Regions from separate parts of the Mus musculus genome. Here region 2 is linked to region 1. The links are chromatin contacts, called in public ChIA-PET maps. All regions are on one chromosome and are shown on one strand. Each heading gives the region's core, a stretch centred on a gene start, on an enhancer-like site or on the middle of the called end of the contact. The rest is flanking DNA. Distances are from core to core; before and after follow the strand shown. Region 1 overlaps Gab2 (growth factor receptor bound protein 2-associated protein 2). Region 2 overlaps Gab2 (growth factor receptor bound protein 2-associated protein 2).

Region 1 (6,313 bases), core at 812-3,311:
GAATAAGATTCACTGAATTAGAGTCCTGGGATGTTTAAACACTAATGCCCAGGTCTGCTTTATAATTTTGTCTCATTCCAAGGGTCTTATGTGATCCTAGCTTGCCTCAGAGACGCTAGGATCCCAGTAAATGGTCCCTTTACTCTCCACTCCTCCCCTAGCTTGGTGTTTTTGTGAGTGAGTGACATAGAGAGGATGTGATACTCCTGTCAGGAGGCAAAGGAATAATCTTACAAGAGACAGTCACAGAATTTTTTGGTATTCCCCTATCTGAGGACCACTGAGATCATGAGACCTATAGCCTTCCAATGATTCAGTTTCTTATACCCCAAATAGGCTGATTCATTTATTCAGGATATACCATGGAGCCCTGCCAAATGCAAATGTGGAGCATGTGCCTAGCTTTTCTGGGAGCCAGATCATTACTGCCATAGTCACTACAACAAATTACAACAAAAGCCTCTAGGTGCAAATTATCACACACAATAAACTTAATTTAAGAAACACTGAAGAGATCTTTAGTTGCATTTTAATTTACACAACACATTTATTACACAAGTGTCCTGGGGCCACTACAAAGTGAAAACAAAACATCTGTATAGAAGAGTTTTGCATGTCTCATTGATCCCCTTCAATATAAATCAAACTACACCTCCCCCAACACACAAAGTAACTGAGAACACAGGGAAGATTGTAAAGAATCATGGTCCAACATACAATAAATTTCTAAATTCTAGTCCTAGATAGATGAGTAGTTATGGTTTGGATTTTAAATATCCCTCAAAAGTTCATGTGTTGAAGACTAGTCCACAATGTAGCAGTGTTAAAAAAAACATAGTGAAGTACTTTTGTGAGAGTTCCCATAGATTAATGAGCTGATGAGAGGTGGTAGAAACTTTAGGAGGTGGGACTGGTTGGAAGAAGTAGGTCACTCAGGGTGTATACCTGAAGGGTTTTATTTTGTCTATATCTTTTCTTCTTTCTCTTTAGCTTCCTGCTCACCAGACTATGAACAGCTCTGCTCAACCACAAATGCCATGCTTTTGTTTTGTCTCACTACAAGGCCCAAAGTCAACAGTAAGTAAGCATGGACTAAAAGCCCTGAAACCATGAGCTTGGACTTTCATCTGAGGCATTTTCTGACTTATTTGGCTTCAAGATTTAAGTATATCAAGTTCAATGTAATTCACCCACAAATGTATAAAGCTTGAAGGGGAGGCAGTATTAAAAAGAACCATTGAGAATCAGGCTGGTATCACTAAGGCACTTGACACAGGACTTCCAAGTAAAGCAGGCCAGTCACTAATATCACAGCAATCCAGGGAAGAAACACAATGTTGGTACTTGCTACACTTTCCCCCAAAGAAATAATACCCAGAAAGTATGTTACTACAGTGACAAAAACATGACATATGAAGATAACCACTGGCATCTGAGAACTTCCGTGATGTGTCAATACTACACCACACTCCCCAGTATTGGTTTTTAAACACTCATGGCAATTAGGAGGTGGGACTAGTTGCTACCTTAATTTACAGATGAACTAATTCAGTTGATGAAGTGGTTAAACATCTTGCTTCTTTAAGCACCTAGGTAAAAATGCCAGTTTGATCTCAGGTTAGCTATGTGACCTTAGGCAAATCCCTCAGTTTTTCTGGACTCCTAATCCTAAAAATGAGATAAAGTTTCTCTTGTCACTCACCAAATGTTGTCAGGGATTACATGATATACAGAAAACCAAAATGTAAAGAGCCTATTAAAATGTTGTATCTTGTTTCAACTACACTGCAGTTGCTGGTGGGAAGAGGCCACGCCATACATTTTTTAAATTTCTGAAAGTAAGACTATATTTGTATGCTGATAAAAATTATTAAGCCATCTTTGATCCATCTGCAGAGCCCCCATTTCCTTATCAAATGGCATGTGTGAACTTGTATGACAGCCATGAAGTCTTAGGAAGGAAGTAGTTCCTGAAAGGTATGGTGGTTAAAAGAGCACTTATGAGGCTTATGGTCACAAGAGTGGGAACTAACACAGCAGCAGGAGGGGAGTGGCAGCAGATAAGCCAAAGACAACTTGCTTCAGACAGACAGCAGAATGATAAGATGAATGATAGAAAGACCATGTTGGCAAGAGTGCAGTCAAAGATAAATTAAGGAATGCAGATGGCTGTTACCACAGCGCAGAAACAACAGAAAGACCAAATGAAGGTAGGAACAATGGAAAATCAGAAAGAAAGCTCTTTGTGCTTCAGCAGCTTACACAAAGGCAGGAGTTGGGTGCAAACTCCAGAAGGTTGGCTCCTACACTCTGTGAACCTTGAGCCATACTCTTATTTCTAAAGAGTTTTTTTTTTTTTTTTCTAATTGTGAATGCTTCTGATCTAGGGCTTTCACTCAAAGGAAGGAAACTGGCATAGCAGTTAATCTGTCTCAGCTGCTGTGCTGTCCTCCACCCCATTTTCAGAAATAATGGGAAGCAGCACTGGGAAAAGAAGCATCTGGTTGCAGTGAAGATCCATTCCTCCCTGGGCGGGAGCTGCCGTCTCATTCTTGGAAATCACAACAATCAAGAATGGAGAATCATTCTTTCATCCCTTCTCACAGCATTATCCCAGCGACCTCATCCCTAACAATGGCATGGTTTGTGTTATGCCTTCTCTCCATCCCTCCCCTCTCCACTCATGCACAACAGAGATGCTATGCTCCAGGGGCCACAGAAGTTCACTTCTGACAGTCTACAAGGGTCAGGATGCTCCTGCAGAAGGAGCTGTCGGCAGATAAGATGGGAAAAGATCTAGTATTAACTAAGAGGAATGGGAAGGATTGTTTTTCTATAACCAGCAAAAGAATTTAATGACTTCCGGAGTGGAAAGTGAGATTTAAAAAGAAATTCTTTCATGTTGTTCAAGGCTATCTGTTGGTACACTGTGCTTGAAAAATAATCTAGTTATTTCAAGATTTTTAAAGATGTTCACTTCTCCTTTTACTCAACATTTATTATTTCCAACAACTGGTATTAAGGAAATAATTCAAAAGAAAAAAATGACATACACATAAAAATCTTTATTGTAACACATTTAGGGAGAAAACATGGTAGTTTCTGTTCTATATTTTTCTCCCTCATGGATATCCCTTTCTAACTTACCCTCAAGCTTTAGAATGTTTGGGGCTGAAAAGTTGGCTGGATCAGTAAAGTGCTTGTGCTATAAGCATGAAAATCTGAGTTCAGACTCCTGGCACCCATATAAAAGCTGGGTATGATGGCACAAGTCTGTAACTTTTCCAGAAAAGGAAGATCACTAGGGGTCACTGGCCAACTAGACTAGCTGAATCACTGAATCCCCAGGTTCAATAAGAGACTATCTAAAAAATATTGTTGGAATCAAGAAGTATACTTAATATTGACTTTGGGCCTCTACATGTATCCAAACAAATACATTTCACTCCACTCACTCCACTCCACACACACACACACACACACACACACACACACACACACACACACACACACACAGAGAGAGAGAGAGAGAGAGAGAGAGAGAGAGAGAGAGAGTAAAGAACATAATATTGATGTTATGGCTCTTGACAGAAGCAAGTATGATAAAAATTAGAAACTTTTCCACAATGTAAAGAAGATGTACTATAAATATAATTTACTTATATGATTAGCTGCACTTAGGAAAGACTGACTTTAGAAACCTTATATTAATTTGTCAAGAGGTATTATTAAAATGCATGAACTTACACATTCAGTACTCCTTTGGATTCAAGGCACTGTGCTGAGGATAAAACAGCAACCAATAAGGTCTGGGACCTCACAGACTAATATAAAGCAGAATTATAAAGTAGAAACAAATAATCATGATAAAGCATGATCCTTATTGTAATAAAGAGGAAAACAGTATGTTTTGAAGGAGCTAGAAAAGGCCAGAAGAGGTTAAGAAATTTGTACTCTATTCTAAGGATAGCATAATAGAAGAATGCTGTAACTGGGTTTGTGTTCTGGGAAGATCACTCTGCTGTATGAAAAGCTCAAGAGTGAGACTAGGACTAGGTAAATCAACTTTGAGGTATCTATGATCTCAGTGAAAACCCATGGTGGCTTAGGCTGCACTGGGTGCAAAGAAGAGAGAGAAGATAATAAGAGATAACAGACAGTCAATTTCTTAGCCATTACTGGAATGTGGAGGATGATACTAGCAAAGAATAACCTTAAGGCTTTGGGCTGAAATAAGCTGTGGTTCACATACTGGAAAGAAGATACAATCAGTATATAGGGAGGTAGCCCAGAAAATGAGTGAATCTGATCGCCTCTGCACAAGGGTTCACTCGTCTTAGCAGAGTACTAAGTTAATGAGAGAGGGAGTAAGGGAAGAGAGCTTTCCTTTATCACCTTGTACAGGATGCTTTCCCATAAACCTCCCTTCACTCGTAGCTGATGGAAACAACTCTCATCCATGATCCATTAAGCCTTCTGCCTTCCCATTTCTGTTTGCTCTTATCACCCTATATTAAAATCCTGAGTAATTTAAACCTTTCACTCTCAGATTGAAAATTTACAGGTAGGGACAATGTACAACATCTTTCTACTGCTAATCCATAGCAATGCATAGAACTCAGCTGTGTGTTTTACTAAGTATCTGGAGAGTGGATATCTGTACTTAGGAGGTTCAACACAGACTATAGAGCATATTTTAAAAGTAGTTCTCATTTTGCAAATATTATTCTGGAAGAGGGAGAGTTTATGTGTATGTTTCAACCAAAGGACAACTTTTAAAAATTACTTTACTTGCACAAGAAAAAAATCTGTAACTTTAAAAATATTTTAATTTAATTTATTATTTGTGTGTGCGTATGTGTTTATGTGAGCGTGTGTGTGTGTGTGTGTGTGTGTGTGAGTGTGTACGTAACATATAAGCATGCCATGGATACATGTGAAAGACAAAAGGACAATTTTGGGGTGTCAGTATTCTCCTTCAACAATGGGTTCAAGGCACTGAACTCCAGCCATTGGGCTTGTATGGCAAATGCCCTTATAGCTAAGCCATCTTGCCAGCCTTAAGGCGTATTCTTAAAAAATGGGACATTGTTTCTACGTGCTGCCAGGTCTTTTGTCATGAGCATATATTAGTGGGCATGACATTCTCAGTAGCCTCATCTGCTCGCATAGATGTTCCCTTTGGCAATAGCCTTCATGTAAGTTTTATTCTAAGAGTGAGGAGTAACTAGTGTTTGTTCATGGGTAGAATTCAACAAACAGGCTAGTGTCTCCTCACATGTGAGATGATAATTTTAGATAGCACTAAGCCAGGTTTGGATTGGTGATAAATTTAAATCAGAAAACCTTAAGATTTAATATTTATATTTCACTCAGACAGAAGATTAAGTACATTAGAGTAGAGAAGCAGATGAAAAGCGAATGTCAATGAAGGAGCTGGAGAGAAAGCAATGCCTAGTCTTTCATGAGGAAGAAAAGGAAAGGAAAGGCAAAAGATACAACTCAACACAAATCTCCCACCTTGGTAATGGAAAAGGAATAGCATAGAGGCAAAATGAAATACTGAGATAAATATTAACACAGTTGTTCATTATTCATTATAATTTTAGGCATTTCTTATTCCCATTTCCCAGACCAAGGCCCATGGAAGTAGCATAATTTTACCAAGGTCTCATAACAAGTATTTCCACAGTTGAAAGACTATACAAAGCCAAAATTACAGTCCTGGATATAATTACTAGAAATAATGTTTTTTTTTTAATTTTAACCTCTGGATGTGGCCAGTTTAATCCAAACTCATAAATTTTATGATGATGGGTCAGATTATCTTCTTTTGCCTTATGAAAACTGTTTGCTAAATTTTCAAGACTTTTGCCAGCCAGAGGACTTCATTATGATAATATGAAATCAGCCATAGTAGGAATATTGAAACTATGGAAGTTAGTAAATGCTGTAAATTAGAGCTGCTGCAGTTGCTATTTCTCCCTGAATATCTATTGCTACACATATACAAGCACAGAATTGTTTGAGAACCTTGGAGATGCAAAAGAATGACTCAACTTATTTGCCAGGCTGCACCTATTGGTTCTAACTGTGAGAAAGATTGTTGAGAAGGACTCTGAGACTTCATTTGAGGTTATAAAGAGCCTGTCAAAAGGTTGTTTATGATATATACACATAATTCTACTACTTAGATGCTGAGATGAAAGAGTTCAAGGCCAACATGGAAGTGAGACTGTTTCAAAAAGATAAAACAAGAAAACAACAGAAACAACAAACCCAAAACCTCCCAAAACTAAGAAGTGATGAGGGG
Region 2 (6,503 bases), core at 2,392-4,891, 86 kb before region 1:
GGTGATTAGCATGTAGAAGAATGCAAATTGATCCATTCTTATCTCCTGTACAAAGCTCAAGTCTAAGTGGATCAAGGACCTCCACATAAAACCAGAGATACTGAAACTTATAGAGAAGAAAGTGTGGAAGAGCCTTGAACACATGGGCATAGGGGAAAAATTCCTGAACAGAACACCAATGGCTTGTACTGTAAAATCAAGAATTAACAAATGGCAAAGTTTGGAGCTGAGACAAAAGGATGGTCCATCTAGAGACTGCCATATCCAGGGATCCATCCCATAATTAGCCTCCAAGCGATGACACCATTGCATACACTAGCAAGCCTTTGTTGCAAGGACGGTGATATAGCTGTCCCTTGTGAGACTAGGCCGGGGCCTAGCAAACACAGAAGTGGATGCTCACAGTCAACTATTGGATGGATCACAGGACCCCCAATGGAGGAGCTAGAGAAAGTACCCAAGGAGCTAAAGGGATCTGCAACCCTATCGGAGGAACAACATTATGAACTAACCAGTACCCCAGAGCTCTTGACTCTAGCTGCATATGTATCAAAAGATGACCTAGTCGGCCATCACTGGAAAGAGAGGCCCATTGGTCAGGCAAACGTTATATGCCCCAGTACAGGGGAATGCCAGGGCCAAAAAATGGGAATGGGTGGGTAGGGGAGTGGGGGTGGGGACTTTTGGGATAGCATTGGAAATGTAATTGAAGAAAATACGTAATAAAAAAAAAAAGAAAAAAAATGAAACTGAGTAAGATGGGAGAGCAGGCCAGTAAACAGTGTTTCTCCAGGGCTTCTGCCTCAGTTCATGCCTCCAGGTTCCTGCCTTGAGTTGCTACCCTGACTTTCTTCAAGATGGAATGTAAGGTATGAGAAGAAATTAACCCTTTCCTTCCCCCCAAAAAAAGAATTAACAAATGGGACCTCATAAAACTGCAAAGCTTCTGTAAGGCAAAGGACACTGTCAATAAGAAAAGAAGGCAACCAACAGATTAGGGCTAATATCCAATATATACAAAGAACTCAAGAAGTTAGACTCCCGGAAAACCAAATAACCCTATTAAAAATGGGGTACAGAGCTAAACAAAGAACTTTCAACTGAGGAATACTGAATGGTTGAGAAGCACCTAAAAAAATGTTCAATATCTTTAGTCATCAGGGAAATGCAAATCAAAACAACTCTGAGATTCCACCTCACACCAGTCAGAATGGCTAAGATAAAAAAACTCAGGTGACAGCAGATGCTGGTGAGGATGTGGAGGAAGAGGAACACTCCTCTATTGCTGGTAGGATTGCAGGCTGGTACAACCATTCTGGAAATCAGTTTGGCGGTTCCTCAGAAAATTGGACATAGTACTACCTGAGGACCCAGCTATACAACTCCTGGGCATATACCCAGAAGATGCTCCAACATGGAATAAGGACACATGCTCCACTATGTTCTAGCTGAACTCTTAAAGCAGCAAGAAATTGACTGTTATGCTGTAGTTCTGAAACTTACCCTCATGCTTTTTAACCCCAAATCAAACAAATATTTTATAACATGATTGCTGATAATGAGACAATAATTTCTCTGGAATTCAATGATGATTTTGTAGTAACACAGATCAAAACAAAAATTATGAAGGTTATATAAAGGTTTATATAAAAGATGTCTTGTTATCTTTGTGTTTCTTTGCCTAAAAAAGTAAGCATTTTTACTCCCTTGACATTAAAACTGAAATTCAGGGACTAGAGAGTCAAAGGCCCTGAGTAGTCACTTTCCCGCATGGTGGCCATGGCAGTCTCCTACCTTGCATTTTCTGTCCTTCTGCTTATGCACTGGTGCAAGTAGAGATACTCCTGAGGTGCACTGGTGGACAAGGTAGGCTGCATGTGGCTTGACACAGGGGGCTCAAACGTGAATAAAGTAGGCTGGCTAGAGTGTGAAGGGGCTGAGGACTTCCGTTCTCGGAGCAGGTGCTGACTGGAGCTGAACTCAGCTGGAGAAGAGCGGGGACCATGACTGGCTGAAGAAAGGTTCCTCAGGGAGTCTGTGAAAAGAAGAAAGGGCTTTGTGAGTGAAATAAAGTAGGGAAAGTGTCCTTGTCTTAAAGACAGTTGTCAGAGAGAGAAAAAAAGTATTTGGATAAGAGACAGTAATATGGCTGCCACATTCTTTCCCTCAGACACTCATTACCTCTGTCTTCCCAGGGAGGCAGGTTGGGCATTGTGGCCATCTTGGCTGAATGGGAGATGAGTTACACCTCTGAAAAGCTTAGGAGAAGTCTGAAGGCCAGGTTATCATAACCTAGACCTGATCTGCTCTACCCAGGGGGTTTGCCTATCCAATCCCAGAGTGACCCTTAGAGTGACAAGACTAGACTCTGGATGGGTGAGCACCATGCTTCCTTCCTGTAGGTGGCTCCTGTTGGGAGCAGATGAAGATTGGAGTGAATGTATACTGTTGACATGCCCATGGCCTTGTCAAGAACCTCAGTGACTCTGACTCATGAGCCTTCCTTGAGTGAGGCTCAGAGGCATGGCAAGACCTTCCTCTGGTCTAGGTAACAGTGTTTAAGAATACGTGAGCACTGTGTATATACAAAAACTAGAAACCTCAACTTCCCCTTCCTGAATGTCTGCAAACTAAGTCTTTTTCCCTACAGAGCCCTCCTACTCAGACTAGGTAAGGTCTTCTCCTGTGTTATACATAACAAACAGAGCTGGGTTTCTGGTTTGCAGGTGTTCAACAGAAAGCACAGTCCAAGATTCTAGCTTTTCTATATGTCTGTATGTTGTTTCTTGGTGGCCTGGAATTCATATGTAGACAAGTTAGTCTAACTCAGAGATCTGCCTGCCTCTGCCTCCTGAACTTTAATCCTGGGATTACAGTTGTACACCATCATGCTTGGCTGGCTGTCCTTTCTTTGTTCTCTTGTCACCACAGTCAAGGTTTCCAGGACTAAGAAGCCATTTAGGGTATGGCAGGTTCCTGCAGTTATTACCTCCCTCAAAGCTTCTGGCTCCACTAAATGAGACACTGCTTACTAAAGACTCACTGATTAAGGTCCAAAACTATGCCTTTGTGCAATAATGATAAAAACACAAACAAAAGCAGAGCTGTCCCTTCAGACTAGACCCTTGGTCATCCTGGTACTCTTCCATATCTTCTAGGGCAGCTTTGTTCTCTTTCCACTGGCCTTTCTTTTTTTCTTCTTATCTCAAACTCTCCTCTGTTGTATTAGAAAGGAAGTGAGGTATTTAAGGACAGATAAAGGTTTAGAGTACTACACCCCAGCCCAAAGCATTATTCATTTGGCTGGCTCTCTAAGCTTAGTCCACATTTCCTTAGTCTGACCTACTTCCTGCTTTCTCTCCACACATAAGCAAAGCAGATGGAAGCATCATCAGCCCCTGAGCATAGCTGCCTATTTGGGGGTTGGGAGTAATTCTTTGATTCTTTCTCCTTATGCTGTTCCTACAAACTGGATTCCTTCTCTACTTCTAGCAAGCTCATATGAAGATTTCAAGATCCTATGCAGATATTACATTCCCACAAATACCTTTCTGAATGCTTTTTTTTCTTTCTTGGAGCTGACAGGTTTCAGCTTATGCTTTGTTTATACCTATGGTCATTCTGCTTCCTTGCACTTGGTTTCTGAGAACCGTGTCAGTGAGATTATTACTACACAGTCCTAGCATGTACCTAATATAGTCCCACATAGGGGGTTCTTAGTCCATGATTACATAAATAAAACATTTGACATTTTAAAATTCCAACCATGAAACTTATATTCTCAAGAAATAAAGGTATAAAGATATAAGTTCAGATAATATGCTAGGTAGGGAGGAATATTTTGGGAGATGATGGCTTTCTAGAGTCATTCAAATCCTATCAGAAGAGATAAGGTTCTTTAGCTACTGTTTTCTGACCTATTTCAGGCTGTACTATCCACATGGCCCGAGGCAGGATTACCAGCTTATTCATGATGTACAGTACTAATTACACTCTAGTCACTCCTAGCACTGGAAAGGACAGAAGAGAGAAAGTCAATGAGTCTCTAGGGAGAAACTGTTCCATGATAGCTGTATTGATCTTCAAAATGAATTCCTATAACAGGTCTCATAGTGACCTGGATGTTTGTTAACAGAATCAATGCACTTATTATTCCATTAGATTTGCAAAATGAACTCTCCAGTGGTGGATGAAAGAGGGTTTATACTAAGGACGGAGTAGTCATGGCACCAGGGGAGGAACATAAGCTCTGTCTGAGAAGACACAGGGGAGGTGTAAAAAGAAACCCTTTGATGAGGTTCTATACTCTCAGTTGACTTTCTGGCTCCTTCTTGCTTTGCCTATCTCTTAATTCCTCAGACTCTAGTTTTAGACTTTCCTATAACTTCCCTCTGGCCATAAAGCCTTTCTCTGGAGGCATATTGCCTATTATTAAGCTTAAGCTTTAAATGCCACTCAAATGATGATAACTCTAAAACTTCAATCTCTAGCTCAGTCCTTCCAGAGCTTTCTACTGTACATCACCCCTTACCTGCTGGCCTCTTCCTTTATATCCCATCAGCTAGTTAAGCTCAGAATCTAAGCCAGCTCCTTTGTCCAACACTTTCTGTCTCAGGGAAGCGCATCAATACCTTTCCCATCAGTTGTCAAAGGCAGAAACCTAGTCACTCTCTGATTTCCCTGGCTTCTCAACATTCATGCCAGTCTGCCATTGTACACTTAACAATGGCTTCCTGTTCTCCTTCAGATGTCTTACAGAGCTCTGTCTCTTTTGAAAACTATCTTCTTGTTCACTTTTTCCACAGTATTTCTTACCAATTCTCTTTGCACTTCAGAGGGTTTTCAGAATTATACCAGTCTCTTGTATTATTATTATAAGATAATAAAGCACTATTTCTTCAGTTACAGTTACTGATTTCTTATTGCCTTCAAAATAAAGGTTCCTGGTTTGACAATGAGCCTTTTCTTTTTTTTTTCTTTTTCTTTTTTTGGTTTGGTTTTTCGAGACAGGGTTTCTCTGTATAGCCTTGACTGTCCTGGAACTCACTTTGTAGACCAGGCTGGCCTTGAACTCAGAAATCCGCCTGCCTCTGCCTCCCGAGTGCTGGGATTAAAGGTGTGCGACACCACCCGCCCGGCTTGAGCCTTTTCTTTTTAATCTTAACCTTTTATCATAACCTTTGTCTTATCATTCAGTGCTCCCCTCACACCTGCAATAAATTATCAGTCTGGTGTACAGATAAAAGGTATGATTATCTTTATTTCTGCAGCCCACCCTTGCCTTAAGCACAGACCCAAAGTCAGTTGAGTGACCCAGTGTATTTACTTTTAAAGTGATTTTGCCTCTCAGAATCTCAGTGTCCTTGTTCATAACTCAACACAGGGAATTGGAAGAGACATATAATCTTTATTGCTTTTATTTGCTATTTATTTAACTATGTTTGTATTGGTGACTAGATATGTATACCACAGTGTACATAAGGAGAGTAGAGGTGCCTACATATAGTGGATCTCTACATAGTGAGATTTTAAAAAAAAACCATCAACAAAATATCTCTTGTCTGAATTTATGTAACTACTTCCTGGTGCTTGGCTTCTGGGAGTTGTTTCTCTTTCTACCACATGGATCTGGGGTATGTGTGAAATATGGCTGTTAAACCTAGCATCAAGTGATTTTTACCTGCTGAATCTTCTCACAAGCCTGAGAGAGACAATCTTGACAAGCAATCTTACATGTTGCTAGTAAATGACATATGATCCAATTGTCTCTGTATCTCCAATACACATACCTATCGCAGCATACTCAATACACATTTGTTTAATGAGCATACTGAGTAAATAAAAAAGATCTTTACTCACTCTACATCAGACAGAGAACTAATATTCAAAATATACAAAGAATTCAAGAAGTTAAACATGAATAAACCAAATAACTCCATTAAAAATGGGGTACTAAACAGAGTTTTCTCAACAGAGGAATCTCTAATAGCTGAGAAACACTTAAAGAAATGTTCAACATCTTTAGTCATTAGGGAAATACAAATTAAAATGACTCTGAGATTCCATCTTACACCCATCAGAATGGCTAAGATAAAAGACTCAGGGGAAAGCACATGCTGGCAAGGATGTGGAGCAAAGCGAATACTCTTCCATTGCTGGTGGGCGTGCAAACTTGTACAACCACTCTAGAAATCAATTCTCCAGTTTCTCAGAAAACTGGGAATAGTTCTACCTCAAGATTCAGCTATACCACTCCTGGGCATATACTGAAAAGATGCTCCAACATACTACAAGGACACTTACTCAACTATGTTGATAGCAGCTTTATTTGTAATATCCAGAAACTGGAAACAATCCAGATGTCCCTCAAGTGAAGAATGGATAAAGATAATGTGGTTCATTGACACAATGAAATACTACTCAGCTATTAAAAACAAGAACATGAAATTTGTAGTCAAATGAATGGGACTAGAAAAAGTCATCCTGAGTGAGGTAACCCAGAC

Evidence for each region. ChIA-PET counts read pairs in DNA pulled down with a chosen protein or histone mark.
Region 2: a contact with region 1 is called in an SMC1A ChIA-PET map of the G1E-ER4 cell line, with 9 read pairs. The contact joins two enhancer-like sites. A contact is called at or near these places in 1 of 15 datasets of contacts at CTCF or cohesin (the G1E-ER4 cell line) and 1 of 484 Hi-C or Micro-C datasets (LSK cells).

The regions. Positions count from the first base shown.
Region 1 is chr7:97,179,944-97,186,256 of GRCm38.p6, reverse strand. The region is part of intron 1 of Gab2 (growth factor receptor bound protein 2-associated protein 2); the gene reads right to left. Among named protein-coding and RNA genes, the nearest start is that of Gab2, 100 kb to the right of the region's middle. Within about 2 kb of position 2,061, at least 39 of the 459 cell types and tissues checked have an H3K27ac peak or open chromatin away from gene starts, as enhancers often do. A contact at or near this core is called in the G1E-ER4 cell line, where this site is marked.
Region 2 is chr7:97,267,334-97,273,836 of GRCm38.p6, reverse strand. It overlaps Gab2 (growth factor receptor bound protein 2-associated protein 2), which reads right to left. Exons shown (of 10, transcript NM_010248.2): 3 at 1,795-2,035. Among named protein-coding and RNA genes, the nearest start is that of Usp35, 62 kb to the left of the region's middle. Within about 2 kb of position 3,641, at least 50 of the 459 cell types and tissues checked have an H3K27ac peak or open chromatin away from gene starts, as enhancers often do. A contact at or near this core is called in the G1E-ER4 cell line, where this site is marked.